Regions from separate parts of the Hordeum vulgare genome. Here region 1 is linked to region 2. The links are chromatin contacts, called in public Hi-C maps. All regions are on one chromosome and are shown on one strand. Each heading gives the region's core, a stretch centred on a gene start, on an enhancer-like site or on the middle of the called end of the contact. The rest is flanking DNA. Distances are from core to core; before and after follow the strand shown. Region 1 has its middle 22 kb from the start of LOC123410349. Region 2 has its middle 9.5 kb from the start of LOC123411592.

Region 1 (5,819 bases), core at 1,238-3,737, 420 kb before region 2:
ACACTTTTGGCAATATTTTATATTATTGTTGGGACTAACTTCTTATCGAGTGCCTAGTGTTAGTTTTAGTTTTTTTTTGTGTGTTCTTTTTTTTTTTTGCATAAATTCCATATCAAGCAAAGTCCAAAGTGAGAAAAATTTATGGAGATTTTTTGGAATATATGTGAATTTTTGGAAGAATAATCAACGCCACACGATGCGTGAGGCGCCCACAAGGAAACAAGGCGTGACCAGCAGGGTGGTCGCTCCCCGATGCCTTGTGGCCACGCCTTAAGTTGGTTGGAGCTCTACTTTGGCCGCAAGAAATATATTTTCCTGATAAAAATCCCCTCACAATTTCAGTCCGATTGGAGTGATGGATCTATGGATATTTAAGAAACGACGAAGGGCCAGAAACAGGAGCAAAAATAGGAGAGAGATCCAATGTCGGAGGGGCTGTAGCCCTCCGGGAACTATGGTGGCCATGGACCAGAGGAGGAACTCTCCTCCAACCTAGGGAGGGGGCCAAGGAAGAAGAAGGAGGAGACCTCTCTCCCCCTCTCTCCCGATGGAACCAAAACGCCACTTGGGCAACCATCATGACAACGATCTACACCAACAACTTCGCTGCCATTACCACCAACTCTCTTCACCTCCATGCAGCAGCGTAAAACCTCTCTTCCCCTCTGTAATCTCTACTTAAAATGGTGCTTGATGCTATATATTATTATCCAATGATGTGTGACTATCTTATGATGTTTCAGTAGATCTATTTTGTCCTACGGGTTAATTGGGGTATGATGTTGTTGATATGAGTTGTATGTTGATATGGTGCTTTCCTAAGGTGCCTTCCATGAGGTGTACGCATGAAGGATTTTCGTTGAAGGGTTTGCAATATGTTCATGATTCGCTTATAGTGGGTGGCTAGAGTGAAAAAAGCTTACACCCGAGTAAGGGACTTGTTTGAGTATGGGAGTAAAGCGGACTTGATGTTTAAATGTATGGTTGGGTTTACCTTAATGATTTCTAGTAGTTGTGGATGCTTGCTAGAGATCCAATCATAAGTTTATATGATCGAAGTACGAAAAGTGTGTTAGCGTATGCCTCTCCCTCATTGCATATGATAAATATCTATCATGTTATATTCAATTGCATATGGTCAATCTTTCTCTTGCGTTACAAAAAACCTTCTACGAATCAAATAACTGACTTAATATTTATCTAAACAGCCCCTGATTTTTATTTACTTGCTTTTATTTTCTTGCAAAACTATCTATTACACCTACTAAGTGCATCTAGTTTCCTTTCTGCAAAATACTTTCATACTTGTTCTAGGTAAAGTAAGCGTTAGAGTGCGTAGAGTTGTATCGGTGGTCGATAGTCCTATTGTTCTACCTGTAACTCCTCGTTGGGTTCGACACTCTTACTTATTAAAAAAAGGCTACAAACTATCTCCTACAGTAGTGGGTTATCAAGACCTTTTCCGACGCCGATGCCGGGGAGCAATCGTGTAGCGGTTGATATTCTTGTATGTGCTTGTTTTCTTGATCACTATGTAATTTTTATGTTATGTTGTAAGTTGTTTTCTATCTTTAGTTATGGGTAGGAAATGCAAAATATCAAAAAATAGATATACTTACTAACCGAGTGGTTGGGGAACTACCCAAAATGTTTCCCAGTATAGAAGCTTATTACTTGGATCATCTTCGATCCCTTTGTGCTCGTGCTGAAAACCCAACTAGCTTAGTTGAGGAAAAATCATTAAATGAGCATCCTTATTATGTGCGGCACCTCTTATCTTAAAAGGGAAACTCTTGTGGCATCAAATAAATACTTTGTGTTACTATGTTTGAAATTTATGCGAAATACATGATTTTACTTGTTGTTCTGAAGAAACTAAAAAATACCTTCCCTACCAATGTGTGTTTAATGATAATGAAATATTATCTTCTCATGCCAAGGAGGTCTATTGTTATTACGATGTTGAACAAATTAAAAGAAATATTGTTTTTAAGGGTGTTATGAAATTACTACTTTATTCTCCGTTTAAAAATTCTGTTTTCAAGATTCAAAAAATTATTCGTTCTTTACAAAATTGTTCACACTTCCAATTTTGTTCATGATTTTTAAAAAAATTCTCGGTTTTTAAATTTATTCTCAAGATTTTAAAAATGTTCATCCTTTGAAAATTTGTTTGCGCTTTTAAATTTGTTCTCCATTTTCTAAAATCATGTTTTCAAAAAATGATGAAAAATCAACATTTGTTCGCTTTCATAAAAAATGAAAAAAATGAAAAAGGTAGAAAGAACGAATCAAAAATTTAAAAAAGAAAGGAAATAACAAGAAATGGATGAAAAGAAACAGAAAAGAAGAAGAAAAATAGTTATCAGATTTTTGTGAGAGCAAAAAAACTAAGCCGGCTTAGTCGGACGACCCCCCCTGCGCGTACGAGAACTCCCTCGCATAAAGAGCGATAGATAGGAGCTTAGGTAGGAGCTCCCGTAGAATCTACTAGCGAGCAAACCTGCCTATTGCTGGAGTGATCGAGCGAGCGTTCATTCTTAATAGGCCTGCCAACTGAGCGAGCCAACTAGTCCTTCCGTTTTTAAATATTCTTTTTTCTAAATTCCACCACGTAATATATATATATATATATATATATATATATATATATATATATATATATATATAGAATCGCGTTATTCGTCACCCAGGATGCAGACTAGTTTATTCTTCACGCAGGATGCATAATAAACTTTATTCATGTGAATATAATACCCAGTAAATATGTTTTGGTGACGAATAAACTCTATTCACCCAGGATGCATAATAAACTCTATAAATATGCAGACTAGTTTATTTTCATTGAGTATAACACCAAAACATATTTATTAAAATGTATGATATTTATGTGTATATGTTTATTGGGTATAACACCGACACATACATATTTTCGTTTAATATAATACCCAGTAACACGTATCACGGTCTATGTGGAAATGTCAGATACATGTACACATATATGAACTAATGTATAAATGTTCAGACTATTTTTGTTTTGGAAAGCAAACACCATTTAATATATTTGTACATGCAAACAAAATATGGAAAGACATTATTTTTGTCGATTGGATGACATGCACTAATAAATATGACTTGCCATAAGTGACCTAGGTGCCCAGACACCTAGGTGCCCCAAACATTTTACATATATATATATATATAGATTCATTCATTTTTCGTTGTATGTAGTCTCTAGTAAAATCGTTAAAGGACTTATATTTAGAAACGCGACATATAAGTCACCCTATAGGAAGTCGCAATGAAGTGTCAAACTTACCAATCGTGGGTGTGGGAAAGGCGGTAAGCCGAGTGCGTGTGGGCAAAAACGGATAGGCGAACGAACAGGCGTGGATGCGGGAGGTCGGAAGCGGGCGGGATGTTCTGTATCACGCACGCGTAATGAAGAGATCGATTGTTATGAGAGGGCGTGGAAAACAAAGGGAAAGTTGTGGCCTTGTGGGGGAGTGCGGCCTGGTCTGCTTAAGGGTTGGAAAAATATCCCTAATGCACCATTTGTGGTACCACGGCCATGTCTCGCCTATTGCGAGATGGGCGAATCTTATTTAGCGCTACAGCGCATACCCCTCAGTCGTAATTTGGACTCGCCCAGATGCTTTTATTCTCTTATTCTGTTAATAATTGGAAAAAAGGAGGCCAAGAACGGATTCGAACCAGAGACGTAGCACATAAGTTAGAAACGCAGCAACCACTTGGGACAACCCACAATGCGCGATAACTTATTCATTTTATCCTCTCTATTCTTTCTTCAGATCGTGACCGGTTTCTCATTTTTTCTTTTTTTTTCAACACGGCTTGCTTGCTTTTTTATTTTTCTTATCTTTTTCTTTGTTACTTTTTTGCTTCCTTTTTCTTTTTCAAATGAACTTTTATTAAATCGATTAACTTTTTTGGAATTTAATGATTTTTTTCAAATCAATTTATTTTTATTCAAATTCGAGATGAACTTATTTTAGATCGATGAACTTTTTCCAAAATTAATGAAAAAAATAACTTCAGGAATTTCATTAAATTTGTGAACTTTTTTTAAAACAATTGATGAAATTTTTTGGAATTTGATGAACTTTTCTTCAAATCAATGAATGTTTTTAATTTAGGATGAACATTTTTCGTTCGACGAATTTTTTTCGAGTTTGATAAACATTTTTTCAAATCTATTAGTTTTTGTTCAAATTTGGGATGTACTTTTTAAAAATTGATGAACTTTTTTTCAAATCAATGAATTTTTATTCAAATTGGGGATGAACTTCTTTTAAATCGACGTACTTTTCTCAAAATTATTTAGCTTTTTTGAATTCAGGATTTTTAAAAAATTCGTGAGCTTTTCTAAAAAAATGATGAAATTTTGTGAAATCTATCAACTTTCGTTGAATCTAAAGAAATTTTCTGATTTTTGCGATCTTTTTTTGTTGTTGAATTTTTGCAGGAAAAGTCGAACCTAGTCAACTTCGCCAGAAAACCAAGAACGAACCCCAAGCAAGCGAACAAGCACAGACGCATTGAATGGGCCATGGCCCGTTTAGCACGCGCGCGAGCACCAGCCTCGCTAGTTGGCGCCGGAGGCGCTAACTAGGAGTTCCCTGAGAGATGAGCTACCATCTCGCCTCTAGCAATGGGATAGTCAAATGTAATTTCCTCATGTGATTTTGAGAAGTTTCAGTGGACCAGATCAATAAACGCCCGTGTGATTTCTCTTCCTCTTTGTTTTCTGTATTTGTTTTGATCGCTTTCCTTTTCTTTCTTGTTTCCTTTTAGTTTTCATTTTTTTGAAATACCTGTCCACTTTTTCATTACATGTTGTACATTTTTTAGAAACATGAAAATAATATTTTTTACAGTTAAAAGAAATTAAATACATGTTTGAAATATTTTTTAAATACACGTTAAACATTTTATAAATACACGTTAACATTTTTGGATACACAGTGAACATATTTTTATTGCATGTGAAAGTTACACCTTGAACAATTTTTGTTATACGTTGAACAATTTTCTGATAAATGTTAAAGATTTGTCATAAATGCGATGATTATTTTCAAAAAACACATAGAACATTTATTAAAATTATTATTATTATTTAAATTTCACAAAGATTTTTTGGAATGGTTTGATTTTTTATTAAATTATGTGAACAATTTATTACCCTGTATATATTTTCTAAATGTCAGAAATATTTTTTGAAAACAATCATAAACATTTATCATCACAAGTCACATACATTTTGTCAATGATATGAAACAAATTTTAATTTACATAAACATTTTTATAACTTATCACAAATATATTTTTGAAACACGTGTTCACTCTTTGAGTGGCATGAATTTGTTTTCCAAAATTGTACTGACAAATTTGTTTACACTACAATTACATTTTTGTAGTGCATGATGAGCACTTGTAGAAATTTAAGATGTTATTTTTCTAAAATATAGAATTAAAATATTTTGAAATATAAAGGAAAACAAGAAAAAATAGAAACAAATGAATGCATGAAAACCGAACACACGAAAACAAGCAAAGACAGAAACTAGACCGGCCCGCTTTGACGACACATGAGGAGATCTCCTTGTATCTAGATTCAAGCGATACAGCTTGTCAAAGAAAAAAAGATACAAGTGCGACATAGTGAAATCCAAATTAAGGGTAACAAATTATAGATTGGCCACATGTCATTTGAGTGGAAATTGATTCTGGGTCAGTCGATTCGCTGTGATCCATCGGATGCAAGATGGATGGCCAAATGAGCTTCTTCAACCTCCAAC
Region 2 (5,276 bases), core at 1,931-4,430:
GCGATTCATTCATGGCCGGTGTAACCTTATGAGGAACGGTCTCTAGCACCTGGTCCATATCATGTACTCCCTCTGAAGTATACAAGTTCATGTAGAAAAAAGTTGTGAGTTCCTCCATCTCCCTCACAATTTCTGTAAGCTGACCGTCTGGTTTTTGCAATGATTTTATTTGATTTTTCCTGTGCCTCCGGCTAGCTCGGAGATGGAAAAAGTATGTGTTCTTGTCCCCATGCAATAGCCACTCGAGACGAGCAAATTGTCTCCAAAGGATTTCTTCTTGATGATAAAGCTCGACCAACCGATCTGTGGTCTTGGTTTCCTCGCAGGAAGGACCAACTCTGACCAGCATTAGTAGAGCAGTTTCGAGTTTGCCCTTTAGGCGTCGTCTCTCCATATGTACATTGCCAAAGTGATTCTTGTCCCAAGCAGACAGATCTCCCGCTAGAGATCCGAATCGTGCGCTCATGTGTTCCACTGAATAAACATGGCCTTGGTTCCGGGCGTTGGAGACAACCTCCTTCAGCGTATCGTCCCATTCCCACATTTGCTCATATCTAAAGCGTTGAGGCCCCCGACAGCTAGAGCTTTCATCGGTTAAGCACAGGAGAATCGGAATGTGGTCGCTACAAGCGGCTGATTTGTCCTCAAGCACGACGTCAGGGAAGTGTATCGACCATGACGGGTTGGCCATACACCTATCAAGCCGAACCCTGGTGAATGCCTCCAGCACCTCTTCTTTCAAAGGTCCAGGAAGCACCCATGAAACCAATATCACAGAGTCCGCAAACATCAAGAGTATCTCTGAAAGCGTCCATTTGGGACTGACTCCTACTGCCTATTCCATCATGTTCGCTAGCGTGTAGAACCTTGTTGAAATCTCCAATGACAGCCCAAGGTTGGTTGCTAACACCCACAATGTTCTTCAACATATTACACGTCTTGAAATGCTCCGGCACTTGGGCCTCGCCATAAACAAAGGTGACTCTAAACTGACTTTCATGCAACTCTTGAATTAAAGTATCAATATGGTACTCAGAATAACCCAGAATTTCAAGCTTTATTTCATCAGACCAAAAGATGCCAAGACCACCACTACGACCTGAACTGCTAACCACATGGCTTTTATCAAAGCCTAAAGATCGAGCTAAATTTTCCACTCGACTTCCCTCTATTTGAGTTTCAAGGATACAAAGGATAGAGGGGGCAAATAGCTTCGTTAGGTCACGAAGCTCTCAAACTGTCGCGGGTTTGCCAGCCCGCGACAGTTCCAACTCAAGATACTCATTGGCCCCGGAGACGCTCCGACATGGAGGACGCCGTCTTTCCTTCAAAACTCTTGCCAAGAGAAGAAGTGTTGGTCGTGGGGTTCTTGCCATTTATTACAGGTTGACGTTTCTATTCTTGTTTCAATGATGGGCTTTCAGGGATTTGTGTAGGCAGTAGTGCAAGGAGTGCAGCCGGGTCTTGAATCTAAGGATTCACCGAAACAGTTTCTGCCTGATGACTCACATCGGAGCCACGCTTCCTATTCAGATCAGCCTCGGCCATTGTAGCGTCTTGATCGCCATCCTCCTGAGATTCCACCTGATCAGAAGGGTTTTTCGGGGCACTACGACCCGATCCAAGCCCTGACCGGCTGCCACGATCTCTGCCACGGTTGCTTCACACGCTCCTGTCAGCGCCAGGTCCCCTTCTAGGGCTTCTGAACCATTCGACTTGTAGGTTTTTGTATATTAGCGCAGCTGGAGGATGGACACCATTACCACATTCCTTGAACAATTGGCCACACACTGCGCACCAGTCCGGTAGATGTTCATACTTGACCCTAAAGATCTCCCTCTTCTTCTCTATAATGAGTGAAACGGCGTTCCTCATCCTTTGTGTGACATCTACCTTCACCCGCACTCTGAAGAAGTTTCCTTCAAAAACTTGCGACTTCGGCTCAACGAAGATGACTTCCCAGTTCCCACACTGTTGCGGCCAGAGGCTTGATATATTGGAAGAGGCTGTCGGGTAGGTCATGTACCTGGATCCACATATCAATTTTGTCAAGGGCTATGGTTGATGGCCGAGTGAGGCCATCATATGGCGCTATGATCATGGCCTTCCCCTTAAACGTCCAGGGTCCCTCCTCCATAACTCGTTCCCAATTATCCAAGCACGAAAATTGCATGGTATAGAGGTTGTCGCTGAGAGGGCGGATCTTCACCTCCTGAGCCAGGTCCCAAGCAACCCTCATGTTTGTATAGAACCAATACTGGCTATAAGGGCGATTTGTATGCACCATAGCCACTGCCATCCATTGAGTAGCGTCTTCTGGTAGATCGTCTTCCACAACCATGACGTCTTCCCGATCCTCCTTGTGAAGGCCCAACTCCTTCATCATCGATTCAAGGTCGTTGTTGTTCGAGCCGGCACCAGAACCTGACGCCCAGCTATCCATCGCCATGACTTGCCCGTGAACGAACTCTGTTCCGTGGGCAGGAAGAACCCTAGAAACCCCTCCTCTCAGGCTGCTCCTGTCGGGGAGAAGCCCCGACCGCAGACCGCCGTGAGAGAAGGTAGGGGAGGCAGATCTCCAGGTCAATTGCCATGCGTCGTTGGAAGCAGCGATAACCCTAACTAGAGGGGAGCGGTGCAGGGGAGCACATGGGTTGGCCAAATAATAGGAGCACATGGGGGGACCTCCTATTCGCGGCTCGTTGCAGCAAGGAGTCGCACGCCGCACGTGGGTGACGCCCCCGACTAGGCCAACCCATCTTCGGCTCGCCCCCAAGTGGGTTGTCTAGCTTATTTTTTTTGTTTCAAACAAATCTATTTTTTTTTTCTATTTTTTTTCAAATTCCAGAATATTTTTTAAAATTCGGAAACAATTTTTTTTAATCCGAACACATATGATAAAAATTCCAGAACATTTTTTAGAATCCCGGAACATTTTTTTAAATTCCAGAACATTTTTAAAACAGAAAAAAAGAAACAAAAATATTTAAGAAAAAAAACGAATCAGGGAATCTTTTAGAAAATTCCCAAAACCGAAAAAAAAACCGTGAAAATCTAGAATGTTTTCAAAACCGGCTGCTTGTGTGGTCTGGCCCGATTCGCTCGTATCAACAGGTGGCTTGTGCGACAGACCGACATTTTGACGCAGTAAGCGTGAAACAGGATTTTGAGCCTCATGGGAGAAGCATCGCCAGCCCAAACTGAATTTGAGCCGTCGGCCCATTGTACTAGGTGTCTCGGAGTCCTTGCCTTGTCGGTTTCGAGGACCAGCTAATAAAAATCCCCAAGCCGTCTCGATGCTACCATCGTTTTCCCCCGGGAAATTCTCTGTTCCTCCATCCCAGCTAGGAAAAAAAAATCGAGTCTTTCGTCACCAAATCCCTAGCTCCGGTTGAAGGAGCTCCGCGATTGAAGGTCCATCCGGAAGCGATTCATCCTTTTGCCAAGGTAAGCACGCAAGTGCTCTTATTCAATCTCGTCAACTACCAGATCTCTCACGCAGAAGAAAAACACTACCAGATCTCGTCGTCTTTTCTTCCCTTTGCTGTGGACAACACTAAATCCGTCTTGTTCAAGGTCTATTTTTTTTTGAACGGGGAAAGCCTGAGCAGCCTTTATATTTCATGTGAGAAGACAGTTACATCATCAGCTACATTAGCTAATGTATCTATAATGAAATCAGGAGGCTCCTTCATCCACTTTATAGTTTCAGTGGGTTCAGCAAACCTAGCTAGGGTATGTGCTACCACATTTGCGTCCCTTGGGCAGAAGGCAAACTGAATCGAACTAAAGTTCTTTGCAAGGAAAGAGCACTCTTCGTACATTGCCGCCGCTGGTCCAAGAGAATTGTCGTCGAGCAACATGGTGTCAATCACGTCCTAGCAATCCGACTCCACAATGATCTTCTGCACACCCACCTCGCTAGCCAGGATGAGTCCATCTCGCAGAGCTCTTGCTTCCGCTGAACCGACGTCTTCAGCAAATGATATAGCACTGCATGAACCGGCAATGAACACTCCTTTATCTGATCGCAGCACCGCCCCTGTGCTGCCCGTCCCCGAGTCTTCAGAGAAACCAGCATCTACATTAAGTTTGTAAAGACCATCAGCCGGCCGTTGCCACCCATGGCGAACAACACCTGGACGCGTGTTCCTTGCCCTGACAAAATTCTTTGCAAGTGCCGATATTGCATGCGCCGATCTGGGTGGTTCAGCGATATGCTCACCATGAGTGGAACTCCTCCTCTCCCACCATACATACCAGACTGCCGTTGCGATCAGCTCAGCACGCCCAACATCCGATATATTTGATTTGATTGTGCTCTTGGAGAGTATCAATTCAGATAAAACACCACTCCCGTCTTGCTCCAGAGCGCAGACTTGATTAACCAGGCTCGATAGCCCCAAAACCCTCCAGATTTCCTGCACTCTAGGGCATTGGAAAAACACGTGCTTTATACTTTCACAATCCATTGTACACAGCGGACATTGGGAGCTGGTCATGATGTGCCGATTTGCCAGAACCCCATAGCATGGTATAGCACCCAGTAAAGATTTCCAGAGGTGAATTTTTATCTTAGCGGGTAGCCTTAGCTTCCAAATGGTTCTCCAAATAGGGTTATTACCTGAGGAATGGTTTGTGTTCGTCCTCCTCAACTTTCGCCCATGTTGGTTCTCCCATTCTTGATGATACGCCGATCGAACAGAGAACATGTCGCGCCTGTCTGGATGCCAGGATACGAAGTCGTCCATCATCCCCACCGCGAGAGGGATATTTAGAATGTGTTGTGCATCGACTGGCCAAAAGATATCCGTTATGAGCTCCTCATCCCACGTTCTGCTATCCACATCTATCAGTTCAAATACTTTGGTCAGTACTATGTTGCTTCGTGGAGTCATCAGTTTTTTGTTGGGGCTGCTTGGTATCCACGGGTCTTCCCAGATTTTAATGGAAACTCCATCACCCACACGCCAGATGATGCCATCTCTGAACGTTTGTATCCCACTCCACAAACTCTGCCACGTATATGAGCTCCCCTTCTTTAGGGTACAATTGAGAAGATCACCATCAGGGTAGTATTATGCTCGAAGCACCCTTGCACACAATGAATCCGGGTAACTTAGGAGCCTCCGGGACTGTTTCGCTAGGAGAGCTAGGTTAAAACAATGGATGGCCCTGAAACCCATGCCTCCCTTCTCTTTCGGCACGCACATCTTCCACCATGCAAACCAGTGCATGTGTTTCTTCTGCTCGTCATCACCCCACCAATATTTTGA

The links. Hi-C and Micro-C count contacts between places; a contact is called where the count stands out from the background.
Region 1: a Hi-C map of leaf shows a contact between it and region 2, with 7 times the contacts expected there. The contact joins two enhancer-like sites. A contact is called at or near these places in 3 of 6 Hi-C or Micro-C datasets (all in leaf) and 1 of 1 datasets of contacts at active chromatin or transcription factors (embryo).

The regions. Positions count from the first base shown.
Region 1 is chr7H:58,568,424-58,574,242 of MorexV3_pseudomolecules_assembly, reverse strand. No RefSeq gene overlaps it. Among protein-coding and RNA genes, the nearest start is that of LOC123410349, 22 kb to the left of the region's middle. Within about 2 kb of position 2,487, at least 1 of the 3 cell types and tissues checked has open chromatin away from gene starts, as enhancers often do. A contact at or near this core is called in leaf, where this site is marked.
Region 2 is chr7H:58,148,000-58,153,275 of MorexV3_pseudomolecules_assembly, reverse strand. No RefSeq gene overlaps it. Among protein-coding and RNA genes, the nearest start is that of LOC123411592, 9.5 kb to the right of the region's middle. Within about 2 kb of position 3,180, at least 3 of the 3 cell types and tissues checked have open chromatin away from gene starts, as enhancers often do. A contact at or near this core is called in leaf, where this site is marked.